Linked DNA regions of Mus musculus: region 2 is linked to region 1. The links are chromatin contacts, called in public HiChIP or PLAC-seq maps. All regions are on one chromosome and are shown on one strand. Each heading gives the region's core, a stretch centred on a gene start, on an enhancer-like site or on the middle of the called end of the contact. The rest is flanking DNA. Distances are from core to core; before and after follow the strand shown. Region 1 overlaps Ephb4 (Eph receptor B4). Region 2 overlaps Agfg2 (ArfGAP with FG repeats 2).

Region 1 (2,885 bases), core at 289-2,788:
CTTGGAAATGCCACAGCCTTAGACAGTTCCTTCTTCCTTTCCTCCCCCCAAGTGCCCCCAAGCTGTGTTGTGTGGAGGGAAGGGGGGTGATGTTGTAAAAGGGACAGGAGGTTGGTGGTGGTCAACAGAGGCAGACAACGGTGCTTGGAAGGGGGTTCTTAAATTATATTTAAAAAGAAACTTTTTTTTTTTTATAAATAAAAAAAAAAGGGGGATATGTCTCAGTCCAGAGGGTGACTGGGAGCTGGGGTTGACCAGATTTCTGAGACTAGGGGACCCCTAGGAGTGTGGATTTGGAGGGTCAGGTCAGGTGGTTGGGATTATGGTGTGAGGAGGGGCTGGGTGTTGGTTCTCAGCCCCAAGGTGTTTTGTTTGGGTTGGTGGGAGGTGAGTCACTGGCAGCTGGTGCTAACTGCTCCAGCTGCCCCTGCCAAGAGCCTCCGGCACCTCCGGGGTGGGGCAGACACCTTCTGCCCCTCCTCTGTCTCCTTAGCTCTGGCAGGGGGTTGTATAAGAGAAGCCAAGCGTGTAGCCCATAGTCCTGCCCTAGAACTGCTTTAAAAGGATAAGGGGGCACGGGTGACTGTGGGTGGGGGGTCCCAGTTAGGTGCCCACAAACTTAGGCTGGATGTCCATAGCTGGGGTTGGTTTGGTGGTAATGGGAGAGCCAGCATTGGCTGTGAGGGGAGGGGAAGATGGGGAGTGGCTGAAAGGGGGCCCTCACATCTGTGTACTTATGCCAGGTAGCTCTCAGGACAATTCCCCCATTCAAGATGCTGCCCAGGCAGGTTTTCCTGGCCTCCTGGGAAGGGGAGGGGGAGCCGCTCCAATGAGTCTGCTGCTAACTTCTCCCAGACAAGGAAAAGGAGGATAGGGTCCATACTCCATTCCAGCCTCTCCACTTCCCCCACTGTTTTCTCGGCCCCCTCTCTGCTCCTGGGTATGCCTTCCCATTGGGACACCTGTAAGGGCCAGTTAGTGCAGGCTAGCCTGATTGAGCTGCAGTGGATGTGAGGGGTGCAGAACCTCACACACTGGCCCCAAGGCAGTGTTGCTATCATTTCCCCTGCACGAATGTGTGTGTGTGCGCACGCGAATGTGCATGCTCATGCATGAACATTAAGTGAGAAAGACTGATTCTCTGCAGGTCCTCTCATTCCCCTAAAACTGGCCATGTGGGCTAGCCTGGTCAGCCACATGGCCTAGGAATTGTTTCTTCCCTCCACAGTTCTAGAAGGGTAAGCCCATACTACCATTCCCACCGGCCCCTCCTCTGCTGCAAACAGCGGAGCTTCGAGCTTGCTTGCTGACTGAACTAGCTGCCAGAACCCATACCCCTTCTTGTATTTTGTAAACCAGGGCTTGCTAATAACCCAGGCCAGCCTTGGTACTCACTATCCTCCTGCCTCAGCCTCTGGAATTCTGGGATTATGGCATGAATCACACTAAGTCCTTTGTCTCCTCTCCCTGGGTGACATTTAATATCTCTGGAGGGTGGGAGGGGCTCATTACTACCAGGAAGGGGAGTGTCCCAGGGGACACTAATCCAGCCAACTGCCTTTCGCTGCCAAACAGACATCCTGGCTAGATACAGTGACCTCCACAGAGAGCTGCTACGGGAAAGAAAGATGAAGGTCACAGCATCCAAGCAGTACAAAGATGGAGGCCAGGGGGAGAAATGGGGCTCTAGGCAGGAGGTTAACCTGCTGAGGGGCACTGTGCCTTCTGTCCTAGTGAGGGAAACCAGGGTCCTGCAGAGCATGTCCCACCCCTGTCCTGGGCCCTTTCCATAATATTGAGTTTGGCTGACTTCAGGAAAGGTCTCCAAAGGTATAGTTGTCACACAGATTAATAATATCTCCCTGGCCTGTGTCCTCCCTGCCTCAAAGCACTCTGGCCAAGTCTTGGTTTCTTGAGGTCTTCACAGTCTGATCCATTATACACCTTGGCCTCCTTTGGCTGAACCAGGTGGTCACTTCTACCTGGTTGTCAGAATGGCTCCTAAAGCCAGTAACTCCACCCTCGGTTCCCATAGCAACCTCCTGAAGGGCTCTTTGAAGGAACGAAGAATGAGGGATAGATACCCTCTGGAAAAATCCCAACCGGAAACAGGAAACCCAGAATGCCCTTGCTTCCCCCTAGTGGAGGAATTCAGGCTAAGCCCTCTCAGAGCTCAGGGAGCTCCAGGTCAGCAAACTGAGGCCACCTTAAAAAATAACTTGGAGGCGGGTACTGGTGGCGCACGCCTTTAATCCCAGCACTTGGGAGGCAGAGGCAGGCGGATTTCTGAGTTTGAACTCTACAAAATGAGTTCCAGGACAGCCAGGACTACACAGAGAAACCCTGTCTCCGGGGGGGGGGGGGGAACCTTGGGGTAGGGGCATAGCAGTGACATGTCAGCAGGTCCAAGTGCTTGCTGCCAAAAGTGACATAAGCTTGGTCCCTAAGCCCCGCATGGTAAAGAAACACTGGCTCCTGCTTGCTGTCTTCTGACCTCTACGTATGTGTGTGAGCATTAGTAAATGTAAAAGAAAGCCCACTGGGGTGCTGGAGAGATGGCTCTCTTGGTAAAGTGTTCATCACATTAATGAGGACCAGAACCCATGTAAATGGCCCGATGTAGTGATGCACAGCACAAGGACAGTGGAGGAGATATGGGAGGGAGAGACGGTTTCCATGGAAACTGGCTGACCCGCCAGCCTAGCTCCTTGTCAAAGTCTAGTGGGAGACCGGGCAGTGGTGGCACTGGCACACGCCTTTAATCCCAGCACTTGGGAGGCAGAGGCAGAGGCAGGCGGATTTCTGAGTTCGAGGCCAGCCTGGTCTACAGAGTGAGTTCCAGGACAGCCAGGGCTACAACAGAGAAACCCTGTCTCGAGGAAAAA
Region 2 (2,885 bases), core at 150-2,649, 300 kb after region 1:
TGACCATGCCAGCATAAGTGATGGCAGAGCGTGGAGACAGGGCAGATGCCAAGCCACAGAGTGAACAGTGAAGGCTGGCTTCTTCTGGGTGATAAATTGCTCATTTAAGGGGCTTTAGAGAGGGCTGGGACACAGGAGGCTACAGACGAGGTCATTTTCCAGCCACTCTGCCACTAGACTTTTGAGTAAAGACTCTCCAGATGCCCTTATAAAATGACAAGCAGTATCCAAGAGGGTGACATCTAAGGAAAGATGAGAGGGAAGCAGACAGCAGAACTTGGGTCCTGTAGCAAACAATAGCTCTTAAATAGGATCTCTCCTGGAGTCTGCTGGGATCAGGTTTCCCAGGCAGTCTTTCTCTGAGCGCTTGCTCACTAATGACTTGATTTAGTTTGGTTTTTAGTCTGAGGCAGCCCGCTTCCGTCTCGGATTTTTGAGACAGGGTCCAGGTTGGCCTCGAACTTGCTTTGTGGTTGAGGATGGCCTTGATCCCCCAATCCCACTGTCTCTCCACTTCCCAAGTGTTGGAGACCACCATGTGCCTTGCTATACAGTGCTAGGGGCATCATGTACAGGGCATGAGCACTCTACCAGATGAGCTATAGCCCAGCCACTCTAGTAGCTGAGGAATGACTCTCAAAATTGACCTCTGGTCTCCACATGCATACGCGCGCGCATACACACACACACACACACACACACACACACACACAGACACACACACACACACACACACACACAGACACAGACACAGACACACACACACACACACACACACAAACACACATACACACCGGGTGGGGACTCAGGAAGCCAAGTGTATTCACTGCAATAGATGCCATCCAGTTGGACACTTGATGGATTAGGGAGAATGATTCAGGATGTTAGCAGTGGGAAAGGAAGAGAACTGGTCATGGGAACAGTGAAATTTATTATGTTTACATTAGAAAAGCAGATTCTAAACCCATCATAAGAAGGTCGCTGACATTTCCTGAAAAGGACAACCAGGAACTGTTAGCAGTTGTAAACACAGAGGCGCTTCCTTGTGAGGGGGACAGGGAGGGGAAGGAGAGGGAGGGGAAACTCAGGCAGGAATCAATCAAAAGCAGACTGCATAGAGCAGCAGACTCACCGTCTGCCCGAGTGTGGACAGGAGGGGTGTTTTAGGAGGGGCGTTTTGGGAGGGGAAGATGAAGGAAGGCTGGGAAGCAATTGGAAAACACAGGGCCTGAATGTATCTGAAGGGAACAGGATGTCTCTGCAGTACAGGACAGAGAGCACCGCTCTGACCTTGGTGTCTGGGGACTCGATTATGAATAACCACAGTCAGTCTGGGGGGCAGGGAGAACACTCCAGAAGGAGGCTGCAGCCCAGGGAAGAGGGCCTATGAGTCAGACGATGTCTCTCTGAATCATACGGAGGCTACTGCTGGCTAGGAACACAGATGTAGAAACCCTTTCCTGCCAGCAGTGGCCTAGGTGTTTTGCATTTAGTTGGGTCCAGTCCAGGGTCATGTGAGTTTCAGGGTCATGTGATGGGCCAGATGTGACTCACTGGCCTGGAATGAAACAGACCCAACCCTCTGGCTAGCATCCAGTGTCCCCAACAAAACTCAGGTCTTTCCCCACAACACCCCCAAATGAGAAGGAGCTACTACTCTTGTGTGATGGCACACCCATGCCAGACAAACTCAGAATTAAATTTACTTGCCCAGCCTGAATAGGGCAATCATTTTAAATTAACTTAAATTAGTTTATTTGCGTGTGTGTGTGTGTGTGTGTGTGTGTGTGTGTGTGTGTACATGCAAGCCTGTGGGGAGGCTGGGGAAAGACATTAGAGTCCGGGTCTATCACTTGATGCCTTATTCCCAAGGCTGAACTTGGAGCGAGGCTGGCAGCCAGAAAAATCCCAGCAATCCCCCTGCCTCCATCTCCCACACTGCTACTGTTACATGTACATGCCTAGCTTTTCACATGGGTGTTGGGGATCCGAGCTCAGAGCTCTTACCCACTGAGCATCTCTGAATCCCCCGGAGGAAGCAATAGAAAGCAAACTGACTACTATGGCTTGAGCTTTAAGTCAGTGTTATTACCTACATTCACTCCTTTCCCTTCCTACTTCTTTCTGAAGTATGGTAGCCTAGGCTAGACCTTGAGCTTGCTCTATTGCAGAGGACGATGCTGGAATCTTCTGCCTCCACCTCCCCAATGCTGGGTTATACTGGTGTACCCTTGGTAGCCCATACCCAATTTATGACCTCATGACCAACCTCTGGGCTTCCTGCATGCTAGCAAGCATCCTACCAACCCAGCTTCATCCCCAGCCCCTCCTCTCCCTCTCGGTCTCTTTTGAAAACCAGGCTCCTAATAGCATCCAAAAGACTCTGCTCTGCAAAGGCAACTTCTTGCGTGTACAGACAACCAGTCTCCCAGGCCTCTTGCTGTCCCTCTCCCCTCCCCTTTGATTTTATTAAACACTAAACACACAAGTATCTCCACCCTACCACACCTTGCCACTGTCAAGCTGGCCTATATTTTTGCTTCTATCTCGATCCATGGAAGCATCAAACCCGCTGAGAGGCTGAGATAAGAAGGTTCTGTCAGGTCAACAGTGGAAAAAAACCAGTTCCACCCAGCAGCTAACTCCTCACATCAGTGCCAATTTCAAACTCGGGAAGTCCTTTCCTCTGAACGCCTGTGTTCGGATTCATACAACCTGGATTTGGGTCTCTTTCCTGCTAGAAGCTCCACTCTGCTCCTTGTAATCAAAGGATAGCCAAACCCGTTCAGTTCTTTTCTAACAAACAAATAAATAAGCCTTTTTCATCAATCTAGGTAGCGTGTGCCCTAGCACACGTGTGGAGGTCAGAGGGCAGCAGGTAGGAG

The links. HiChIP or PLAC-seq counts read pairs in DNA pulled down with a chosen protein or histone mark.
Region 2: a contact with region 1 is called in a FOXA1 HiChIP or PLAC-seq map of pancreatic cancer cells. The contact joins two enhancer-like sites. A contact is called at or near these places in 1 of 115 datasets of contacts at active chromatin or transcription factors (pancreatic cancer cells) and 2 of 9 other capture datasets (adipose tissue and liver).

Annotation. Positions count from the first base shown.
Region 1 is chr5:137,374,298-137,377,182 of GRCm38.p6, forward strand. Ephb4 (Eph receptor B4) reads left to right here. Exons shown (of 17, transcript NM_010144.6): 17 at 1-225. Among named protein-coding and RNA genes, the nearest start is that of Ephb4, 26 kb to the left of the region's middle. Within about 2 kb of position 1,539, at least 61 of the 459 cell types and tissues checked have an H3K27ac peak or open chromatin away from gene starts, as enhancers often do. A contact at or near this core is called in adipose tissue, liver and pancreatic cancer cells, where this site is marked.
Region 2 is chr5:137,670,647-137,673,531 of GRCm38.p6, forward strand. The region is part of intron 1 of Agfg2 (ArfGAP with FG repeats 2); the gene reads right to left. Among named protein-coding and RNA genes, the nearest start is that of Agfg2, 13 kb to the right of the region's middle. Within about 2 kb of position 1,400, at least 213 of the 459 cell types and tissues checked have an H3K27ac peak or open chromatin away from gene starts, as enhancers often do. A contact at or near this core is called in adipose tissue, liver and pancreatic cancer cells, where this site is marked.